6 separate regions of the Mus musculus genome follow, and all the other regions are linked to region 2. A link is a contact called in public promoter capture Hi-C data. All regions are on one chromosome and are shown on one strand. The core of a region is the stretch at or near the end of the contact, and the rest is flanking DNA. Distances in the headings are between cores, read along the strand shown. Region 1 holds the start of Ptpa (protein phosphatase 2 protein activator). Region 2 holds the start of Exosc2 (exosome component 2). Region 3 holds the start of Wdr34 (WD repeat domain 34). Region 4 holds the start of Dolpp1 (dolichyl pyrophosphate phosphatase 1). Region 5 holds the start of Kyat1 (kynurenine aminotransferase 1). Region 6 holds the start of Ralgps1 (Ral GEF with PH domain and SH3 binding motif 1).

The links. Promoter capture Hi-C pulls out the DNA fragments that hold promoters and counts their contacts.
Region 1: a promoter capture Hi-C map of liver shows a contact between it and region 2, with 4 times the contacts expected there. The contact joins the promoter of Ptpa here to the promoter of Exosc2 in region 2. A contact is called at or near these places in 2 of 39 promoter capture datasets (liver and pre-B cells).
Region 3: a promoter capture Hi-C map of liver shows a contact between it and region 2, with 4 times the contacts expected there. The contact joins the promoter of Wdr34 here to the promoter of Exosc2 in region 2. A contact is called at or near these places in 2 of 39 promoter capture datasets (liver and pre-B cells) and 1 of 115 datasets of contacts at active chromatin or transcription factors (microglia).
Region 4: a promoter capture Hi-C map of pre-B cells shows a contact between it and region 2, with 5 times the contacts expected there. The contact joins the promoter of Dolpp1 here to the promoter of Exosc2 in region 2. A contact is called at or near these places in 3 of 39 promoter capture datasets (the C10 cell line, liver and pre-B cells) and 1 of 115 datasets of contacts at active chromatin or transcription factors (microglia).
Region 5: a contact with region 2 is called in a promoter capture Hi-C map of cranial neural crest. The contact joins the promoter of Kyat1 here to the promoter of Exosc2 in region 2.
Region 6: a contact with region 2 is called in a promoter capture Hi-C map of pre-B cells, with 2.8 times the contacts expected there. The contact joins the promoter of Ralgps1 here to the promoter of Exosc2 in region 2.

The regions. Positions count from the first base shown.
Region 1 is chr2:30,414,288-30,417,477 of GRCm38.p6, forward strand. It overlaps Ptpa (protein phosphatase 2 protein activator), which reads left to right and starts at 1,763. Exons shown (of 10, transcript NM_138748.5): 1 at 1,763-2,045. The coding sequence starts at 2,015. Crat (carnitine acetyltransferase) reads right to left here and starts at 1,461. Exons shown (of 14, transcript NM_007760.3): 1 at 1,025-1,461. The coding sequence starts at 1,051.
Region 2 is chr2:31,668,553-31,672,102 of GRCm38.p6, forward strand. It overlaps Exosc2 (exosome component 2), which reads left to right and starts at 2,163. Exons shown (of 9, transcript NM_144886.3): 1 at 2,163-2,309. The coding sequence starts at 2,188.
Region 3 is chr2:30,047,490-30,050,799 of GRCm38.p6, forward strand. It overlaps Wdr34 (WD repeat domain 34), which reads right to left and starts at 1,390. Exons shown (of 9, transcript NM_001008498.2): 1 at 1,195-1,390. The coding sequence starts at 1,380.
Region 4 is chr2:30,390,868-30,394,319 of GRCm38.p6, forward strand. Dolpp1 (dolichyl pyrophosphate phosphatase 1) reads left to right here and starts at 1,387. Exons shown (of 8, transcript NM_020329.4): 1 at 1,387-1,645. The coding sequence starts at 1,570.
Region 5 is chr2:30,204,274-30,207,788 of GRCm38.p6, forward strand. It overlaps Kyat1 (kynurenine aminotransferase 1), which reads right to left and starts at 1,574. Exons shown (of 13, transcript NM_001356474.1): 1 at 1,360-1,574. Gm31201 (a long non-coding RNA gene) reads left to right here and starts at 1,576. Exons shown (of 2, transcript XR_374214.4): 1 at 1,576-1,718.
Region 6 is chr2:33,369,970-33,373,189 of GRCm38.p6, forward strand. It overlaps Ralgps1 (Ral GEF with PH domain and SH3 binding motif 1), which reads right to left and starts at 1,525. Exons shown (of 20, transcript NM_175211.5): 1 at 1,301-1,525.

The sequences.
Region 1 (3,190 bases), core at 513-3,012, 1.3 Mb before region 2:
CTTTTTGATGTGGGAAAACTTGGCTGGAGGGTGGAAACAGGCTGGCCGCTAACCTGTGGCCCTGAAATCAGCCCTGCTTGGGAATGGTGCAAGACAGGAGATGCCAGGGAAGGGCCACTAGTGGACAACCAACGATTGCCACACACCTGCCCAGCTGTTTCCCTTCCAGACCTCAGGGCCTTGGTGGCCACCCCTCTTTTGGTGGTTTGTTTGTTTTTTCTAAATGAGTTCTGGATCATCCAGGTTGGGATCAATAGTGGGGGAAATACACTTTTGTGCTTCTGCTGTGAGTAATAAGCCAAAAGACCCCATTTGGGCTCAGTTTATTAGCACAACCATGGGATTTGATTGTCTCCTTGTTTCAGTCTCCCTAGCATTAAAATGCTTATGCAGTAAGGTGGTCCCAGAGGGTGACGGAAGGCGGGACGACTTGGAGGAGGGTCTCAGGTGCTGCCAGGACTCTTAGTAGAATCTCAGTCTTAGCTGCCAACCCAGTGTCTGACAGGGCAGTCCAGTTCACAGCTGGATAGACAGCCTGAATCAGAGAGGACAGGAGCTCACCATTAGGATAGCTGCTTTAGATAAGGATGGTGAGGGGCAGCCTGCCACCTCCTGCCTCCTCCTGCCTGTTTGGGGGATTTTCAGTACTAGTCTCCACCTGAGGTTCTCTTAGCAATATGCAATGGGGAGGGTGGGCATCTGATGAACTCAAGGAGACTGGGTAGGCTTGGAGAAGTGGCTCTAGTCGGGCAGAAGCATAGCCTAGGGCTGAGCTCTCTAACCAGTAGCCCCGACAGGTGTCTGAGTCCGAATAACTGGGAGCATTAGGGAGGAGTGGAGTGGAAAGGTACAAAAGACTTGAACCTAGGTTTCTCAGTCTTCTTCTGGGATCGAACCCACCCCTTACCTGGTCTCCTTTATCCACCTTGCAGATCGCACCCTACCAGCCGGTCTGGGGTTTTCTTGACCGTTGCTGGAGGCCCGCCCGTCTTGTCCCGTCCATGGCCCTGCTGGGCGAACTCACCACGGTTCTGGCAGCAAAGGCTAACATCGTCCCAGTCTGTTTGCGGACACTTGGTCCGCTCCGCCCCTCGCGCTGGGTAAAGACTGCGCCACTGCTGGGGTGCTGGGGTCAGTGGGTTCGCGGCTCCGGTTCTAGGTTCAAGGTCGCCGAGTCACTGCCGCTAGCCAGTAGAGGCGGCCCCGCGGCCACCGGGCCCGGCGGGCTGCCGGTGGGGCAGGACTCACGGGGCGGAGCTTTGGTGGCTCGCAGTCCCCGGCCGCTCGCCCCGATCTCGGGGTGGGCCCAAGCCGGGGAGTGGCCGCAGAGGGCGGGGCTTGCGGAGACGGACCTCTAGCTCAGCTGTTAGCAGCCCGGCGCTGGGCTCCCGTCACGGGGTCACAACGGTAGGCGCTGTCCCGCTCGTGCTCTCCGCCTCCGAAAGCCACCTTAGCTGTCGAGGCGGTCACGTGCGTTCAAGTCTGACTGGTGTCCTTGAACGTCACTCTAGGAATGGCAGGAGAACACAACTGTTGACTGGGGACTGTCTCAGATTGCTTGGGTGGAGGCATGCACAAAGAAGATGACAGGTGGCCTTGCTCCGCAAGAATACTGCTGCCATACCTATTCCCTCCATCACCCCTCACCAAAACAAACAAACAAACAAACAAACAAGCAAACAGAACCCGACGCCCCGCACAAACATGGCTGCCAGCGCCGCAGTTGGCTTGCAGGCGGCAGCCGTTAGTGCGCATGCTCCTCGGCGCCCCGCACCAAGATGGCCGCTGCCTCGGTCGGCGCGGCCGCCGCGAGACGGCCGTTGGTGGGCATGCTCCCTGAGTGCCTCGCACCGGCATGGCTGCCGCCTTCGCGCGAGTGACTGTAATTCTCGGCTTCCGGTCCTAGCCAGTCAGCGCTCATTTCCCTGCTGGAAGCTTGGCGGAGCCGGGGAGAGCTGCGGGGTGAACATTGAGAGGGACCGGCGAGCATCCGCTCCGGCTCCTCACGGAGAAGATGGCCGAGGGCGAGCGGCAGCCGCCGCCAGGTAGGGCGGTTGGAGGGCCCGGGCGTGCGGGTGGGAAAGGGGTGTGGCTCGGGGGGTCTCCCGAGTCTGAGGAGCTCTGGGGACGGAGGAGGCAGGGCTGACGGCCTGGGCTGCAGGCGGGTGGCGGTGAGGGCGACCCGGCCAGGGCGGGCGGGCAGAGCGCGGTCAGGGGAAAGGCTCTGGACCTGGGGGCAGAGTTGCCTGGGGTCGGGGCGAGAGGGATCCAGGAGGCTGCGTTCTTTATGAGACTCCGCTCGGGTGGACCTGGGCCTCGCTCGGACGCCAGGCTCCTTCATGCATGTCCTGCCCACCCTGCATGTCTTCCCTCCCTCCGTCCCTCCTTCCGTCCTGCAGGCTTGGCTCTGGGGGTTTCAGTATCTGCAGAGTTAATTGAGAGAAACTGCCCACGGTGTCTAAACCACTAATTTTAAGAGGCTGTTTGTACAAAATGAGAGGGTTGGTGGCATCGTCGTCTGTAACTTTTATTTACACTGTGGCCTCGTTGTGGTCCATCTCAAGTAACTAGGGCAGAGACAGAGGCCAGATGCTCCAGTAGAGACCCCCTTTCCTGGAGGAGGAGAAAGCAGTTTGCTGACTCCGTGTAGTTAAGAAGGACTGGAAAATTCTTACAGAGTGGCTAGGTTGGCTAAACTCAGCTCGTACTTTGATAGTGTTTGATGTACCTTCCACCACACTTCCTTTTTTGTGGTCCCAAAGAAAGTCTCAGGAGGAAGAAAATTTGAAAATCAAAAGAAGCACCATTTTTGTGGCGCCCCCCCCCTAAATATATGAACACGTGGAATTCAAAACCAGACATTTATTTTAAGTTATACAAAATCTCTATGAATGTGTCGTTTTTGTTTGTTTTGTTTTTGTTTTTCGAGACAGGGTTTCTCTGTGAAGCTCTGGCTGTCCTGGAACTCACTCTGTAGACCAGGCTGGCCTCGAACTCAGAAATCCACCTGCCTCTGCCTCCCATGTGCTGGGAGTGCGCCACCACTGCCTGGCCTTATGGATGTGTCTTAATCGACTTTAGTGTTGACATCAAGACATAGATAGTAGCTAGCACTCGGGAGGCAGAGGCAGGTGGATTTCTGAGTTTGAGGCCAGCCTGGTCTACAGAGTGAGTTCCAGGACAGCCAGGG
Region 2 (3,550 bases), core at 913-3,412:
GTACTAAATAAATATGTAATAAATAAATTTTGAAAAAAAAAAGTGATGTCTAATTGAGTGGCAGAAAAAGTGACAAATCAGAGAAAGATTTGACAGAGTAGGATATGCCCCACTCTCATGAGGAAAGGCTATTTAAGAGCACTCCGGGCAGTGCTTATGCCTTTAAGTGCCTTATGCCTTTAATCCCAGCACTTGGGAGGCAGAGGCAGGGGGATTTCTGAGTTTGAGGCCAGCCTGGTCTACATAGGAGTGAGTTCCAGGACAGCCAGAGCTACACAGAGAAACCCTGTCTTGAAAAAGAGGGAGGGGAGGGGGAAAGAAGGGGAGGGGAGGGGAGGGGAGGGAGAGGGAGGGGGAGGGAAGGGGGAGGGAAGGGGGAGAGGGGAGAGGGAGAAGGAGAGGGAGAGGGAGAGGGAGAGGGAGAGGGAGAGGGAGAGGGAGAGGGAGAGGGAGAGGGAGAGAAGCACACAGAGAGGAAGGAGGCAGTTTTACTTCGAGAGTTCCCCCCCACACTTTAGTTTTTCAAGACAGGGTTTCTCTGTAGCCTGGCTCTCCTGGAACTCACTCTGTAGACCAGCCTGGCCTCGAACTCAGAAATTCTCCTGCCTCTGCCTCCAAAGTGCTGGGATTAAAGGTGTGTGCCACTACTGTCTGGCATTACTTCAAGAGTTTTATAGAGACATATTTAAGAAAGAACAAGTGAGACACACGTAAAGACAGAATGAGCCAGACGGTTAGATAAGATTGCTAGAGTTAGTTTGAGGCCAAGCAGGAATTTAGAGGCTGAGAGAAAAGACAAATCTAATAAGTGAGCTGGGAAAAGAGTTTGAGACAGAACAACTGAGTTGAATCAGCCAGCCAGAGCTCAGAAAGAACTAGAAAGGGGGAGCTTATTCAGCAGCAATTCAGAGGCTGAAAACATTTTAGGCCTAGATAAGACTGTACAGAGTCTAGAAGCTTCCAGAACTAGACCTAGGTTAGCAAACAAAGACAGTAAACCTCCCAGTCAACAATTACAACAGGAAAATAAAAGTTACATTTATGCCTCCCTACAGACTTGCTTGTCACATGACTGTTTACAACAGTCATCTTTCAGCAGACACATGTCATCACTCAGAAGAGGTCCTTACTAAAGCACATTAGAGCCATAGGGCAGTAGGTGAGGACAGCACCTAAGGGGCTAGAAGACAAGGCCCACGAGGAGCAGTATTCAGAGGGTTCTAGCTTCTCCTCAGATGGTGTTTCCTGTAAATCCCGGTCCTAAATCTATAGTCTACAAAATATTAGATTATAGTGGTTTTGAGTTGGATGCCAAGGTTCATTTCTCAATCTCTAGACTTGCCAACAATAAATAAAATGATGAAATGGAACAGTTTGGGTAAAAACTCATACAGTTTGGTATGGCAGCTTACACCTGTAATCCCAGCTCCTGGGAGGTGGAGGAGGAGGAGTTCAAGGATACCCTGGGTTACACAGCTAGTTTGAGACCAACCTGGATGACATGAGGCACTGTCTTTAAAAAATCCTACACCTGGAATGGAGAGGTGGTTCAGAGGTTGAGAGTACTGGCCACATTTCCAGAGGACTTGGTTTCGTTTCCCAGCACCCACATAATGGCTCACAAACTTCTATAATTCCAGTTACAGGGACTCCAACATCCTCTTTTGTCCTCTTGGGCATCAAACACCACTACCACTACCACTACCACTACCACTACCACTACCACTACCACTACCACTACCACTACCACTACCACTACCACTACCACTACCACTACCACTACCACCACCACCAAACCCACAACCTACACAAACTCACGTAATCGCAGCATTTGGGAGGTGGAGGCATGAACATCTGGACCTCAGCAAGGTTATCCTCAACTATACAGAGTTTGAGGCTAGCCCTACACGGGGTCGTTCCTCTAAAACAAACACAAAACTGACATCCAAACACCAAACCAAACTAATGTCATATTCCCTTACGACATGAGAATTCATCATTCCGCAGGTGCTTTCTTGCCAATAGTAAACATGGCAGCTTGGTGCCCTCACTTCCACGAGTTAACTTAATATTGCCAATACTCAACATGGCTGCCACACTATCCATTCCCATTGGTCGCTTCTCTGAAGGAAGGCGGGAGTTGAGGAGCGGTGTAGAGCTGCGCCTGCGCAAGTCATTGGCGCCAAGATGGCGTTGGAGATGAGGCTCCCTAAAGCTCGCAAACCTCTCAGTGAGAGCTTGGGCCGCGACTCTAAGAAACACTTGGTGGTGCCGGGGGACACGATCACCACGGACACAGGCTTCATGCGGTACGTGAGGATTTGGGGGTCCCAAGGCCTCAGGAGGCGGCTGCAGAGCTCTCTGCACGTGGCCCGCTGTCCCGGAACCCAGGCCTCCTGTCCCGTTGTATCTAAGTCCCCGAGTTACCCGGGACACATCGGAGCATCCATACTAGTTCCCTCCTTTGCGAGCCTCACGCTTCTGACTCCCGGCATCTTGGCTGCACCTTTGTCAGTTCCTGATTCCCTCTTTTGATCTATGGCGTTCGGAACTTTTGGACCCTTATCCTGAAACTCAAGATTCTTGAGCCTTCCTAGGGAGGGAGAACTGGGGAGGGCTGGTTGCAGGGCCCTTCTTACAACCCTCTGAATGGACAGTGGGGTTGGTCATCTCTTTCAGTGTTACCTCAGCGACAAGCCTGACTTGGAAGCAGTAATTTTGGTGGAGCGGGGGTTGAGGCAACATATTGTACCCAACAATACAAATTTAGCACGGAAAGTCACAACATGTGGCAGTTAGGGCTGTCTATGGAGTCGGACATCTGACATTGTTATCCTTAGTTTAGCACCTTGCTAAGGCCGGTATCCTCACCTGGAAGACAGTGGTGACAACAGGAATTGGTAGGTTAGTGAGTATTAACTGAAAAGTGGGGCAGGAGAGCAAAATCCACCATTGTATTACCACCAAAGATAAATCTGCATTAGGTAGCCAGTCTTCCCGATGTCTGTCCGTCCCCCCCCCCCCGTCGTCCCCCCCCCTCACCCCCAACCCTCCAATCTCACTATGTAGCACTGACTGTCCTGGAACTTACTATGTAGACCGCTCTGATTTTGAACTCAAGAGATCCACCTGCTTCTGCCTCCCAAATTCTTTTTTTTTTTTTTTAAGATTTATTTATTTATTATATGTAAGTACACTGTAGCTGTCTTCAGACATACCAGAAGAGGGAGTCAGATCTCATTACGGATGGTTGTGAGCCACCATGTGGTTGCTGGGATTTGAACTCAGGACCTTTGGAAGAGCAGTCGGGTGCTCTTACCTGCTGAGCCATCTCACCAGCCCGCCTCCCAAATTCTTAACTCAAAGGTGTGGCCGTTTGTCCGTTGCACCTAGTTTGTTCTTTCTTCCTCTTTCTTTCTTTTTCTTTCTTCTTTTTTTTTGGTACAAATGAGATTATAGTGTTTATAGTGTTGCCTCTAAGCTTTAAGTTTAAGGTATTAGATGGCAGATATCTTAGGATTCATTCCTTCATAGTTGCAGCATGTGTTCA
Region 3 (3,310 bases), core at 140-2,639, 1.6 Mb before region 2:
CTTTACTTGACCTGTCTCTACTTACCCATTTTGGCCTAACCTGGGACCACTCTCCCTTTTCCTCAAGGATTCTCCAGCCCCTTCCAACACCTCAAACAAATGTGCTGACCCCAGCTCCAGAGTCGGCCAGTGCTCACGCTTGATCTGGTCTTCTCAAATGCCACTCAACATCCATTTTTCCAACAGTTCCTCAGCCCTGCTCTGTCGGTAACATGACACACCGATGTGGCATTACAGTACATTGTCTACATACATGGCTTACTGTAATCCTTGCAACCACCGGGAAAGCAGCTATCTCCAGGTTCCCTGCTGATGAATCCCTAACACACCAGTTGGTCAGCATCAGGCCTCCGTTATCTCATTATTTGTATGTTTTTGGGTTACACTAGAAAACCATAGCAGGGCAGTGGTGAGAGAGGCCTTTAATTCCAGCAATCTCTGAGTTCAAGGCCAGCCTAGTTTCCAGAGCAAGTTTCAAGACATCCAGGGCACACAGTGAAACTCATGTCTCACAAAAACAAAAGCAAACAAACAAACAAAAGAACAACAACAAAGGAACATAGAAAACCGTTCAAGCTAGCCCTCAAGGTATCTGACCATTTCAAACACCAATAATGTCAAGTTGAAATGCCTAAAAACTGCTATTCACAAAAAAAAAAAAAAAAAAAAAAACTTCCAAAAATGGCTCAGCTGGTAAGGGCACTTAGCCAAGCATGACACCCTGAGTTGGATTCCCAGGCCCCTCGTGGTGCAAAGAAATAACAACCTTGTGTAAAGTTCTCCTCTGACCTCCACAGGCGCTGTGACACGTGCACGATCCACCATGTAAATTAACTACATGTCATTTAACGACAGCATGGGACCCCTAAGAGTTCTGTTGTCCTGGTTTGCTTTTGTTGTTGTTTGTTTTCGTTGGTTGGTTTCTTTCTCCTCAGAGACCGAAAAAAAGGCTAACGCGAAAGCATCTGTGAGTTTTTTCATTAAAACATGAAAACACGCGGACCAGTGGTGGCGCACGCCTTTCGTCCCAGCACTTGGGAGGCAGAGGCAGGCGGATCTCTGAGTTCCAGGACAGCTAGGGATGGATACTCAGAGAAACCCTGTCTCGAAAAAACAAAAACAAAAAAGCCGTGAAAACACAACGCTGCGCCAGGCCTTCCCGCCCGCGCTGCCATAGCGGGCCCGCGCCCTCACCGTCTCCCCGCGGATCCCCTGGACGCTCCTCCACTGCGAGGGCACGGACGCCACGCCCAGGGTCTCATCCTGAAGAGGCGCAGGCCGCCCTCGCCGTTCGGCGCCGCCAGCCCCGCCAGCAGCCAGGGCAGCAGCTCCAGCGCTTCCAACGCGCCGAAAAGGCCTGGGCGACGCGCACATTGCCATGGCGACGGTCCCGCCCTCTCGCGCCTGCGCCCTGGAACGTGACCTTAGCGGGTTCGCCCCCCACAAACGGAAGTCCGACGAGAGGAAGTGAAGCTGTGGGCGCCGTTTTTGAACTGGTTACAGCATCGTCTTTAAGGCCCAGAAGAAAAATAATGAAAATGTTTATCAGCCAATACAACAAAACCGCAGCGATTTGGGATTGCCCTATGCCCAGAGGCCATTTGGGGGTCCGGAACAGCTCTTCGTGGTATAAGGAAAAGAGCGGAAGTGAGGCGTGGGCTCCAGGTTCAAAGATGGCGCTGAGCGGCCGGGCGCAGAGGCAGGACCGCCGCAGGCCTAGTGGGCCATGCTGGTCCGGAGAACCGGCCGGGCTGGAAGCAGCCGACTACTCCAGAACTGTACTTTGCGCCATTTGAGTTGGCATCATTTCCAATGAATGGAATGAAATAGATCATACACAGATCGAACGTGGGATTGAATGGATGGGAGGCCTAATAATAAATTTACATAAACAATAAAATAAAATGCTTGTTAAATTAAAATTCGAGACTAACCACAGGAGAAGTTGATCTCAATGATAGATGGCCCCAGGTTCAGTCCTCAACACACACGAAATGTTAACTACAAGTTAGTGCGTGCCTATAGTGTGTCAAGCCAAGCACCCAAAGGCTTATGTTTGTTTGGGTTTTTTTGTTTGTTTCTTTTGTTTTTCGAGACAGGGTTTGTCGGTATAGCCCTGGCTGTCCTGGAACTCACTTTGTAGATCAGGCTGGCCTTGAACTCAGAAATCCGCCTGCCTCTGCCTCCCGAGTGCTGGGATTAATTAAACGCGTGCGCCACCACTGCCGGCAGAGGCTTAGAAATGAGTGTTTATCTTATTAAATCCTTAGCCTTCCGTGTGCTTGCTTGTTAGTTAGCTGGTTTGCTTTTTGAAGTGCTGGGGTTGAACCCCGGGCTTTCTGCATGCCAGCTCCTATGTTCTACCAATGAACTACCCCTATAGCTCAATTGTTATTACTCCTGTGCCTCTTACAGTCAGATATGGAATCGTCCAAAGTCACCCAGTAAGATCTTACAGGTGGCTTGCCTGATCCCCCAAACCAAGCCTGGAGCCTCTAGACAACCATCTGCTAGTTTAGGCCTCTGGGTCTATTTCCTCTTTTCTGAGACTAGGAAGCCTGCCGTGGTCCTGTTCTCAGTGCACCACCCAGGGACAGGATGCCCCTCAGCAGAGCAGCCAAGGCCAGGAAGGCCGATTAGATTAGCAGCACTGGGAGGGATAATAAAAAGCCATAGAAAAGTCTTCCTAACAAGGACTGCTTTGCAAACATCACCAAGGATTCCAAAAATCATACTCAGAGCTCAAAGATTAAGAACACTGGCTGCTTGCTTTTCCAAGACACTCAGGTTCACTTCCCAGGACCCTCGTGGCAGCTAATAACTGTCTGCAAGTCCAGTTCCAGGGAGATTTGACACTCTTTCCGGCCTCTGAAAGCCCTAGACATGCACTTGACGTGCAGTCACACATGCAGGCAAAACATCCATAAACATAAAAATAATAAGATATAATTTTTTTAATCACACTTAAAAAGCCCAAAGCTGTGAAAGTCCTAGAGTAATGTCTTAAAACAGACTTGGAACCAACTACGTCCAGCTGAACTGGACAAAGAGGCTTAGAAGAGGCTTTCTTCACCTGGTCAAGGGAAAGGAGAGAGTTCAAGGCATCAAATATGAAAAACAGCTTGTCGGGCGGTGGTGGCACATGCCTTTAATTCCAGCACTTGGGAGGCAGAGGCAGGCAGATTTCTGAGTTCAAGGCCAGCCTGGTCTACAAAGTGAGTTCCAGGACAGCCAAGGCTACACAGAGAAACCCTGTCTTGAAAAAAAAAAAAAAAAAAAAAAAAGCAAAAAAACAAAAAAAAGAAAGAAA
Region 4 (3,452 bases), core at 137-2,636, 1.3 Mb before region 2:
CATGACCACGTCTCACACCTCTTTCTTTCAAAGGCTAATAATGACTTTGCCTGAGAGAGAGAGCTAAGGGCAGGTGACTAGGAGGTGGGCCCAGCTGGATAAGTTCAGGCTGGGTAGGGAGACGGAAGACAAGCTGAACACCACTGGGGGATTCTGAGTCCCCAGCCTACTTAGAGTAACCTACAATTCTGGCTTCCACGGGCTGCCAGACTAAGCCACTGTAGCTAGTGACCTCAGAACATAGAATATGGAGGGCCAAGGCTCCAACCTAGACCTACTGGGTACCCCCAGGTCTAAGGCAGACCCGGAACCTGCTTTTATTTTTATTTTTTTACTGTACATGCTCTGGGCCTTAGTCAGAGGTCAGAGAACCGTTGCATACTGGCAGAGGCAGACAAGGAAATAATTACAGTCAAGTGTAGCCAGAGATGAGGTAGGCAAAGGAGGTGCAATTGTGGGAGACCACTGGAACTCCCCCACCCCCTTTCTGAGGTAGCCCAGACTGGCTTCCAACTCACAGAGATCCCCCTGCTTCTGTGGAGGCCCTTCTCTTAATTTTCAGAACCTGAAGCTATGAACTGACAAGTCAGCCTGGGCCAGGCAAATGGGGCAGGAGTGTGTGTGCCCATTCCTTGCAGAGAAATTTGAGGAATTGGAATCTGGCCTAGACAGTAAGTAGGTCTGTCTGGAGAGAGTTGGTTCAGAAAGGGGACGTGGGTGGGAGGTGTGGCTGTTTCTTCAAGAATGTTTCTTCAAGAATGGGGAAACAGAGAAGGGTAGATGGAACATCTGGATTATACTGAAAATGGTCCCAAGTGGCCTCACTACGCTACGGCGTAATTGAAACGTATAGCATCCCATCTAAGATATCTACAATATGTGCTACATCCCAGAAGTGAGGACCAATAATTTTTTTTTAACAGAAAAGTTCCTTTGCGGAACTGCACCTCTTGTCTGTCAGTAAAGGGCAATAAAAAACTGCACTAGGTCTTTGACTTCAGTTTACATTTATGGACAGGAAGCCAGAACCTGGAGGACGAGGCAGAATGATGCTGGGGCAAGCCTAGCCTTCATAGTGAGGAACACATTTTTGTTTTCCAAATGGGTCGGTTGAGACCCGGTGGTGCTGAGGCTGCTCCTCCACTGCGCTCTGGGTTCTCAGGAGCTTTAACTCTGGGCGCAGGTGCCAGCCTAACCAAAGCTCCCACCAAAGTACAACACGCCCCCCGAGATAGCGCCTGATTGGCTCGCCCTTCCCACACGCCGAGCTAAGCTTACCTTTTGATTGGCTGTTCTGCGCTCTGTCCTGCGCTGCGAGTGCTCCATTCTCTTGATTGGTTAGTCAACTACCTGAACTCGCACGGGATTGGACACTGGCAAAGCTGCGCGAGTCCCCGCTCTCTGATTCGCCGCACGGGCCAGCCTCACGACCTGCACACTGAATGGCTGCGCCACTACCTGCAATCGGCCTCGGATTGGGTGCGTGGCGTCTCCCCGGCGTGATAGGTCAGGACCACCGCCCCCCTTGCTCCCCATTGGCTGCTCTGCGAAGCCCGGTCTCCGGGTAAGATGGCAGCGGACGGACAGTGCTCGCTCCCCGCTTCATGGCGGCCAGTGACCCTCACCCACGTCGAATACCCTGCAGGTAAGAGCCTGCCCCGGCTCCGAGGACGTTCTCCTCGAGCTGCCGCCACAGCCCCGGGCGTTCCGGGCCGCGCGGACCGCCTTCGGGGCGCCTTGGAACCGCGGTGGGAACTGTCAAACAGCGAGCCTTGGAGGGGCTCGGCCGGCGCGCGCGCCGCGCAGGCGCAGTGAGGCGGCGATGAGCAGGGAGAAATTGCGAGCGGCTCGCTCGTGTGCTCTGCGGCTGCGCGGCCGAGTCGCTCTCCGGGGTCCCGGGGTGCTGGTGGGCTGTCCTGGGCCGGGGGAGGGTCTGGATAGGGCGGGCGAGGATCTGGGCCTGGACTTTGTCCCTTGTGCCCCGCCCTCCCCCGAGCCAGAGAGGCCGCACTCCTGCTCGGCTGTGCAGGGAGTGACAGTTTCCTTCACTACGCTGCGGGCTGCTCACTGGAGAAAGCTCCCAGTTGCAGGGAGTGTGCAAACCCAGGCCAGGTTTGGGAGAATTTGCGGCGCCACGCCCTGAGCAGCGCGGCAGAGGCCAGCCGCCAAGGGGGCATGCAGCCCCTGGGAGCCTGACTTGTAAGAGCTTCCATCTGACACGCCTCTGGGAGTGCCCGCCTCTCTGGTGGGAAGGTCCATTAGCCATGGTTCTGAAGTTCCGGCTCGGCTCCATAGAGTGGAGCGGAGCGGAGCTTAGGCCTTGGGGTGAGACGTTTCCGGGCTCCAGGGTAGGCACCACCCCTCCAGTCACTTCATCTTAAGTGGCTCCAAGTACAGTGTCTCCTTTCTGTAATGGTGTGTGACTCAAATGACCACAGGCCTAAGAGGTGCTGGGCACAGAGCCTGGCCCACAGTGGACACCCAGTAAATACCTGTAGTTTATCTCTCTAGCTTGCCAGCACCCTCCCTGGATAAATGTTTGTTGCTGAGCAGCCGGGGCCCCCTTGCTGGCCTCTGGTTGTCCAGGAAGGGCCTGTCCTCTTGGGTAGAGGGCCTGAGAACTTGGGTCTGCTGAGAACACAGGGCCACAGGCCAGGAGAACTTTGCCTCTGGGTGTTCTGGGTTATACTTAAGGTGTGGCAGTCCAGGGATGGGCCCTATCAAAGTGCCTGTTCATTACCCAACCACCCATCCATCCATTCATTCTGCATTCCCTTAGCATAGCATCTCCCGGGTGCAAGGCCCTGGGCCAGCTCGGGGTTTGGAATGATGAAGTCCCTGCACTCTTGTTCTATGGAAAGTCTCTGCCCCTGAGGAGGGAAAACAGGCCTGGTGAAGGGGAGAGACCTGACTGGGGTCTCCACAGCTTCCCGACTCTCCGTCCTTGGCGTCAGAGTAGCTTCTTGGAGGGCTCATGGCCTTTCAGGTGAGAAGAGCCTGCAGCTGTGAACACCATAACACATACAAGGCTGTGTGTGCTGTGGGGGCTGGTTGAGCCCGAGGATATCTGGCAAGGTACCCCTGCACTTGATGTCGCTCACTACACTGAACATGCTTCCTTCATGCCTGAGTCCTGTGGCGTGTCCTACATTGCTACACTCAAGACAGTAGGTTATGGAGACCTTGTCACTACCCTAAAGTACAGAGGGCAAAGAGAGGCCCCACACAGCTACTTACACTAGCCAGTGGGTCACCATGTCCCAGTCACACATCTCAGCAGGCTCTCACCCTTGTGATTGTGGCTGTGCTGCCTCTTAGCTTTTGTTTTTTGAGTTCACCTAGGCAGCATCCTAGGTGGGGGAAGCCACGTGTGTATGTATGGGTCCAGAAGTAGGACAGCACAGTGTGTTCAGGGAGCTGCAGTAATGTCCCTGCAACTGGAGCAGAGGGTG
Region 5 (3,515 bases), core at 324-2,823, 1.5 Mb before region 2:
AATGAGATCTGATGCCCCCTTCTGATGCATCTGAAGACAGCTACAGTGTACTTTTTATAATAATAAATAAATCTTTGGGCTGGAGCGAGCAGAGGTCCTAAATTCAATTCCAACAACCACAAGAAGATTCACAACCATCTGTACAGCTACATAAAATAAATAAAATAAATCTTAAAAAAAAAAGTTTTCAGGGCTGGAGAGATGGCTCAGCGGTTAAGAGCACTGACTGCTCTTCCAAAGGTCGTGAATTCAAATCCCAGCAACCATATGGTGGCTCACAACCATCTGTAATGCAATCTGATGCCTTCTTCTGAAGACAGCTACAGTGTACTTAGATATAATAATAAATAAATCTTAAAAAAAAAAGTTTTCAGCACAGGAACTGACTGCCAGGTTGTCTGTTGCTCTCACAGAAACATAGGGTGGAAACAGTGTCCTGTTGGCTGTGAGACCCTGAGCTCCCTACTAGGTCGACTACACAGGAGATCCAAAAATTAGTGCTAAGGCTCCCAGGAAGCAGAGGGAGAGACCTGGTGTCTTCAAACCCTCCTGCGGGTGGGAGGGGAGTGAACATCTGTGGGAATCCTTTTCCAAACTCTGTGCCTCACCCATTGGTAAACAGAACTGGTGTGTATAAAACGGTGAACCCACCAGCGGGGCCACCTGGTGTCTACCATTGTGGTCACATTTGTTCATAGATGATACTCCAGGTCTATGGAGGACTGTAAGCCTTGGAGTCCACCTACGCGGGACAGCCCTGTTCTCTTTCGTTCACCCTCTCTTTCAGCCTCTTTCAGCCCCATTTTTCCTGCAGGTCATGTGGCATGTCTGTGATATGCCTGGTAGAACATGGGTTTTGCACATCTGACCATAGCAGGCTTCAGTAGGACTGAAGGCTATTCTTTCTGTCCCATTAACTTAAAAAATATTATTATTATTATTATTATTATTATTATTATTTTAACCTAAGTTATCTTGGAAGTTGTCCCACATTAGTACATGAATCCAATTGCCGTGCAGCCCGGGAACCGACAGAACCCAGAAGGACCCACAGAGACTATTGGCGCTAGCTCTGCAGGCAATTCTCCGTTAGCGCAGTCTGCATCTTCTTGGCCAGGACTACCTTGGGAGAGTGGACGTGGGTGCAGAGAGAACTAGTCTAACTGGTTCTGTGACTGAGTGTAGAGCTGCCAAGACCGCGTGTGCAAGTTTTTCTCAGGGGATAGATCCTTCTTTCAGAGAAGCTACACATCACATACAAACAGGAGCACATGGATCAAAGAGCTACAGCACTCGCAAACCTTAGCTAACTTCAACACACGATCTAGATGAAACCCCGCACGGCAACCAGGAACTGACCTGCTTCAGCAAACAATAGCGCTGCTCTGTCCAATAACCCGCGACCCCAAACGTATTCCCAAGGTTGCAGAAGTCTGTTCCTTTAAAGAGGCCGAGCCCTAGATGGGCTACTTCCGCCCAGATGCAGCTTAGCTCAAGAGAACTGTCAGAAGCAGTGCGAAGCTCTGTGTGCCCTTTAAAGACTGGGCGACAGCCTAGGATCCCCAAGCATTTGCGCTCGGTGACATCACTTCCGGGGCGGAGACCTAAGAAGCGGTACAAACAAAACAAGGAGCCAAAGACCCACGGCGCGACTGGCTGTGGGTAGCCAGACCCAGGACTAGGGCTGCCTGCGTGGCGGCCGAGAACAGCGGGCCTTGGTGAGTGGGTCGAGTATGGAAAGGGACGCGCTGTCACCTCCCTGAATCCAATGACGCGGGCCCGACCTCCGCTCGCACCTCTCACCCGAGTTTCCGCCGCGGTCCCTGCAGATCCACGCCCCTCCGCGCACGTGCACCTTCCCAGAGGTTCCACCCGGGCTCCCCTAGTACTTGGTGCCGAACTCTTTCCTTGAACCCCTCCCTCTTTCTGATCTGCGGGACTATTCCCTGGTCTTTGGAATCTCAGGCTGGAAAAGACCGATTCTCCTATTGGTTTAGCCCGTCGCATGTATGCATTGGGCAGGAGTGACAGATCTAGGGAGGTGAGGTTGGAAGAGCTGGAGGTCAGCAATGACGCGTCCAGGCTGAAGGAACACAGCTTGGGAAGCCAGGGGACAATGAAATTGGAAGCTAAATTGAGAAGGAAAGAATGGAGGACCTGAAAGTTTCAAAGACCTTCTGCCTTGGAAAGGTGGCAGCAAAACCTTCAACCCCTGCTGACTGTTCTGCTCTCTGGAGCACACAGACTAGCAGACAGCGCAGGAGGAAGGGCAGGAGGTCTGCTTCTTGTGCTGGGGACGGAGGATAAGGAGGATAAGAGTATGTTCCGAGGCTTGGGACAGTGGAAGTGACCTGGCCACACAGTTGGTGAAGGTTAGGTTCCCCTGTGGCAGTCCAGGGGAAGCAGGGACTGGAGGCTAGTGTTGTGAGGAGATACTGGGGTGGCTTGACTCCCTGCTTTCCCAGTTCCATAGCTTGTTTGGGTTTTGGGTGTTGACTCTGGACCTTCTTGTCTCCCAGGGTCTGTAGAGGACAAGGCAGGAGACCAAGAGACGTTTGTGACCCACCACCTCCCCAGTGGTTTTCGTCTGCTGAGGACACCTGCTACAGAGCAGTTTCGTTACACTTCAGTGGCCTTTGTAGAGAGTGGGGGCTTCTGGGATTGCCCTGTGAATCAGGAATCCGGGCAGGTGGCTGGGTTTTTGACTTGCTGCTTGAAGGAGCTTCAAGGGAGGAAGCAAAAATGATTGCAGGTTTTGTGGGGGGACCGCAGAGGAACCTAGGTGGGATACATATACTAACCTCTTTGCCATCCCTGGGCTCTTTCACCTGCCCTGTCTTTATGGTTGGCCTTGGACTGGGACTTATGTTGGGAAATGTGTCCTTGGCCTCCTCAGCACTGCAGTCTGAGAGGAGACAGACATCAGGAATAGAAGCTGAGGGTTGAGCATTGTTAGGACAGCCCCATGGTAGTCCAGAGGAGAAGGTACCCACATGGACGATGTTGCCTGAGGTACACTTCCGGAAGTGGGATCCTGGAGGAGCAGGCGAGCCTGCAGCCTCAGTTCTGGCTCTTTAACCATGAACAAGTAGTGGCTCAGTTTCAGCCAGGTGTCTGGATCCCGGCTGAGGAGACAGTGCAGAGGTGGCCTGGACAGCGTCTGCACCTTTCTGGCTCTAGGTGCTTTACTGCTAGACACCCGTGTTGGCTTCTGTGTTCTTGTATTGACCTCCTGGCACAAATTGACCCCACCCCCAGGTGTGACATGTTCTAGATCCCTCTTAGACCCATTCAGGTCCCAGCAAGTGTCACCCCATTCCCAGTGACCTCCTGACAGTACTTTGGCTTTCCCTGTGGCTGGGCCACACTCCCAACTCAGACTGCTTTTGCTGTCCCTTCCAAGTCTCCAGTGGGATCTACACTTGTCTCTGGGTGAAGTGACGAATAGATTGCTGCCTGTGCGGTGTCTCACTAAGTATTTGCTTACTCTGGAGAGTGTACCACTGATTTTAAGT
Region 6 (3,220 bases), core at 275-2,774, 1.7 Mb after region 2:
AAATTGCCTGCTTCTGCCTCCCAAGTACTGGGATTAAAGGTGTGCGCCACCACTGCCCGGCAAGAAAGAGACCTTAACTCACCTCTTGACAAGGAATTCCCCTCTGGCCCTGGAAGGTCACAATTAGGCACCAGGGATGGTCACTTTGACAACAACAAAACACACAAAAAGGCAAAAATAACTCCCAGGTGTCTGTCCCAGCTCCAAAGAGCCAAGTTCTCATTCCGCCTCTTCGCCCCCACCACGCTGCCTTTTCTATCTTTTTGAGACCAGCACTGTGAAGATCTGCATGAGCATCTGCTACCATGAGATCCAGAACCCTTCCGAGCATAGCATCAACGACTACTCTTGAAGAGCACACATTTTCCAACAGCTGATCAACCAATGAAACCTAACCACCCCGAAATCCAGCCAAGCTCCTTCAACAGCAACAGGGGAGTAAAACAAAAACAACAACAACAACAACAAAGGCAGTGTGCCCACTTAGGGCTCGGTTTGGCTCAGGAAAGCAGTCGGCCTATTAACCAGGGCAGCTGCGATCCTTGTACGACTCAGCAAAGACACAGGCTGCCCTGGCCTGCCCCTCCAAGAGACAACCATGGATGCCTCCAGAGCCTGCAGAAAACCCAAAGCCCCAAGACGGCGGCGGAGAGGGCAGCTTCTTCCTTCTCCAAAAAGGGTCCCACTCACCCTCAGGCTAGTCCTCACCTGCAGCCCTGCTTCCGGACCTGCCAATGATCCTCAGCCCCGCCCCCTGCCTCCCCCCGCCCCCGCCCCTACAGGGTTTCCCCAGCCCCGCCCACTGCACCTGTGCTTTTCCCTAGACTCTCCTTGCAGCCCCTCCCATTGCCACCCCATGCCCCGCCCCTCGCACCTGAGCCCTTTCCCCGCCGCTAACCTACACACAGGTTCCCTTTCTGGTCCCAGAGACCTGAGCTCCCTCCAGACCCCACGCCTCGCGCCCAGGCTCCGCCCCCAATCCATCAGGCCGCGGGACCCGCCTCCTGCACCTGCGCCCTTTCCCCCCCAACACCACCACCACCACCACCACCCCCCCCCCCCGCTCCGCCATCTCCCCGACAACCACACGCTGTCATTCGCGTCCCTGGGACCCGAGCTGGCCATGGTCCCGCCCCCCCCTCCAACCCCAAGCCGAGGTCCCACCCTCGAGCCGAGGCCCCGCCCCACCCCCTCCGGCCGGGGATCCCGCCCCGCCCGCCCCCATTCTCCCCCCCCCTCCGCCCCCCGCACCTGCAGCGGCTCGCGCCCAGGGCCCCGCCCCGCCAGCCGCTCCTCTCACCGCTGTAGTCCGGGCTGGTCACCTTGACGAGGGCCGCAGTGGCTGCCACCGCTTCTTCATGGTCTTGCGAGAGGCCCAGCGGCAGCGGCGCCTTCGTTCCGAGACCGGGGCCGGATTGAGGTTGAGCCAGGCGCAAGCTTGAAACGCGAGGCCGACGCGGGAGCCCAGCCGGTGCCCAGCCGCAGTAGGAACCGTCCACTCCTGGGCCTGAGCGGCGGCCGGCTCAGCCAATCGGCGCGCGGCACCATACCAGGGTTCTCCAACCAGCTTGCCGTAGGGGCGGAGACACGCAAATGAACCGGCTGGTTGCACCAGTGCGCAGCCGCTGCAGCAGCGGTCCCCGTTCCCCCCACCCCCCCACCCCCCACCCCACCAGCCGCGGCCTGCGCTTCGGTCTTGCAGACGCTCAGGCTTGCAAGGATGCTCTGCTGTTCTCGTCGGGCTCAGCCGCCCGCCACGCCCACCCCCTGCCTAGAAATAGACTCAGTCTACAAACATCCTTCCAGGCCTCACCCAGTGTCCTTCTTAAATTCCTACCTAGAGTTTATCGTTTTCAACAACAACATCAAAAAAAAAAAAAAAAAAAAAAAAAAAAAAAAAGGCTTTGTGAGCAAGACATCATCACCTTAGTCCCATTCTTCACAAACCTATCCCTAGGTTTCTTTATGTGATTCTAAATCTGTCAAATTGACAATCACAGTCAATCCAATAACACACTTCGAGGTCCTTGAGACTGACCCATGGTTTTCACAACAGGTAAAAGTTAGGCCTGAAGAGGGTCTTGCCCAAGACCATAGCGTTCAAAGCAGGGAGAATGGGCCTGGAAGCTGTCTCCCTGCACCCAGACCCTTTTATGGCTGGGCCAGGCAAACGCAGTGAGTAGAGCTTAAATCATCTGGCTTAAAGGCAGAGATACTAAGTTACAAAGACCGTGGAAGCCAGTGGGTGGCTGTGAATCCCTAAAGTCAGAACCACAGCAAAATTCTGTTACGCCTACAAGAGAAAGGAGGGTAGGATGCTCTTTGGACTTGTAGACAAGATCATTTTGATAACGTAATTTTTGCTGCTATGGCGTCGCTTATGGAAAGATTTAGATACTGCACTATTTAAAAGAAGAGGGAGAGGAAAACAAGAGAATCAGCAGAAATTAAACCACTTTAAGAGTGAGGTGAGGGAATAGGGGATCTCTGAGGCAAACGTCTGCTATTTTGCATGAAGAACACAGTGATGCCCGAAGGATAGTCTTAAACTGTTTCCCTTAGATAAAACAAGAGATGCATGGTGTGAGGATTCTTTTAGAAAATTTGGAATCCAGAGAGGCTGAGAGCTGAGCGCAAGCTTGAGGAAGCTTGGGTAGATGGCTATAAAGTTAGGAGTGATGGTCTAGCGTAAAGTGGAGTGCTCAGGACACGCATAAGAAAATGGACGTAGCCAGGCGGTGGTGGCGCTCGCCTTTAATCCCAGCACTTGGGAGACAGAGGCAGGCGGATTTCTGAGTTCGAGGCCAGCCTGGTCTACAAAGTGAGTTCCAGGATAGCCAGGGCTACACAGAGAAACCCTGTCTCGAAAAACCAAAAAAAAAAAAAAAAAAAGAAAAAGAAAAAGAAAGAAAGAAAGAAAATGGACGTGCTTGTAGAGGTAACCCTAATGCTTAGGATTTGGGGGATGGAAACTGGAGACTTGCTGTGACTTGCTGGCTAGCAGATTCAGTGAGAGACCCTATCTCATGGGGATAAGATGGAGAGTATAAAGCAGGACACTTGACATCCTCCTCTGGCCACCTCTGCATGCGTGTGCATCACCTGCACATACACTGCACATGCACTGACTGCTCTTCCAAAGATCCTGAGTTCAAATCACAGCAACCACATGGTGGTTCACAACCATCTGTAATGGGATCTGTTGCCCTCTTCTGGTGTG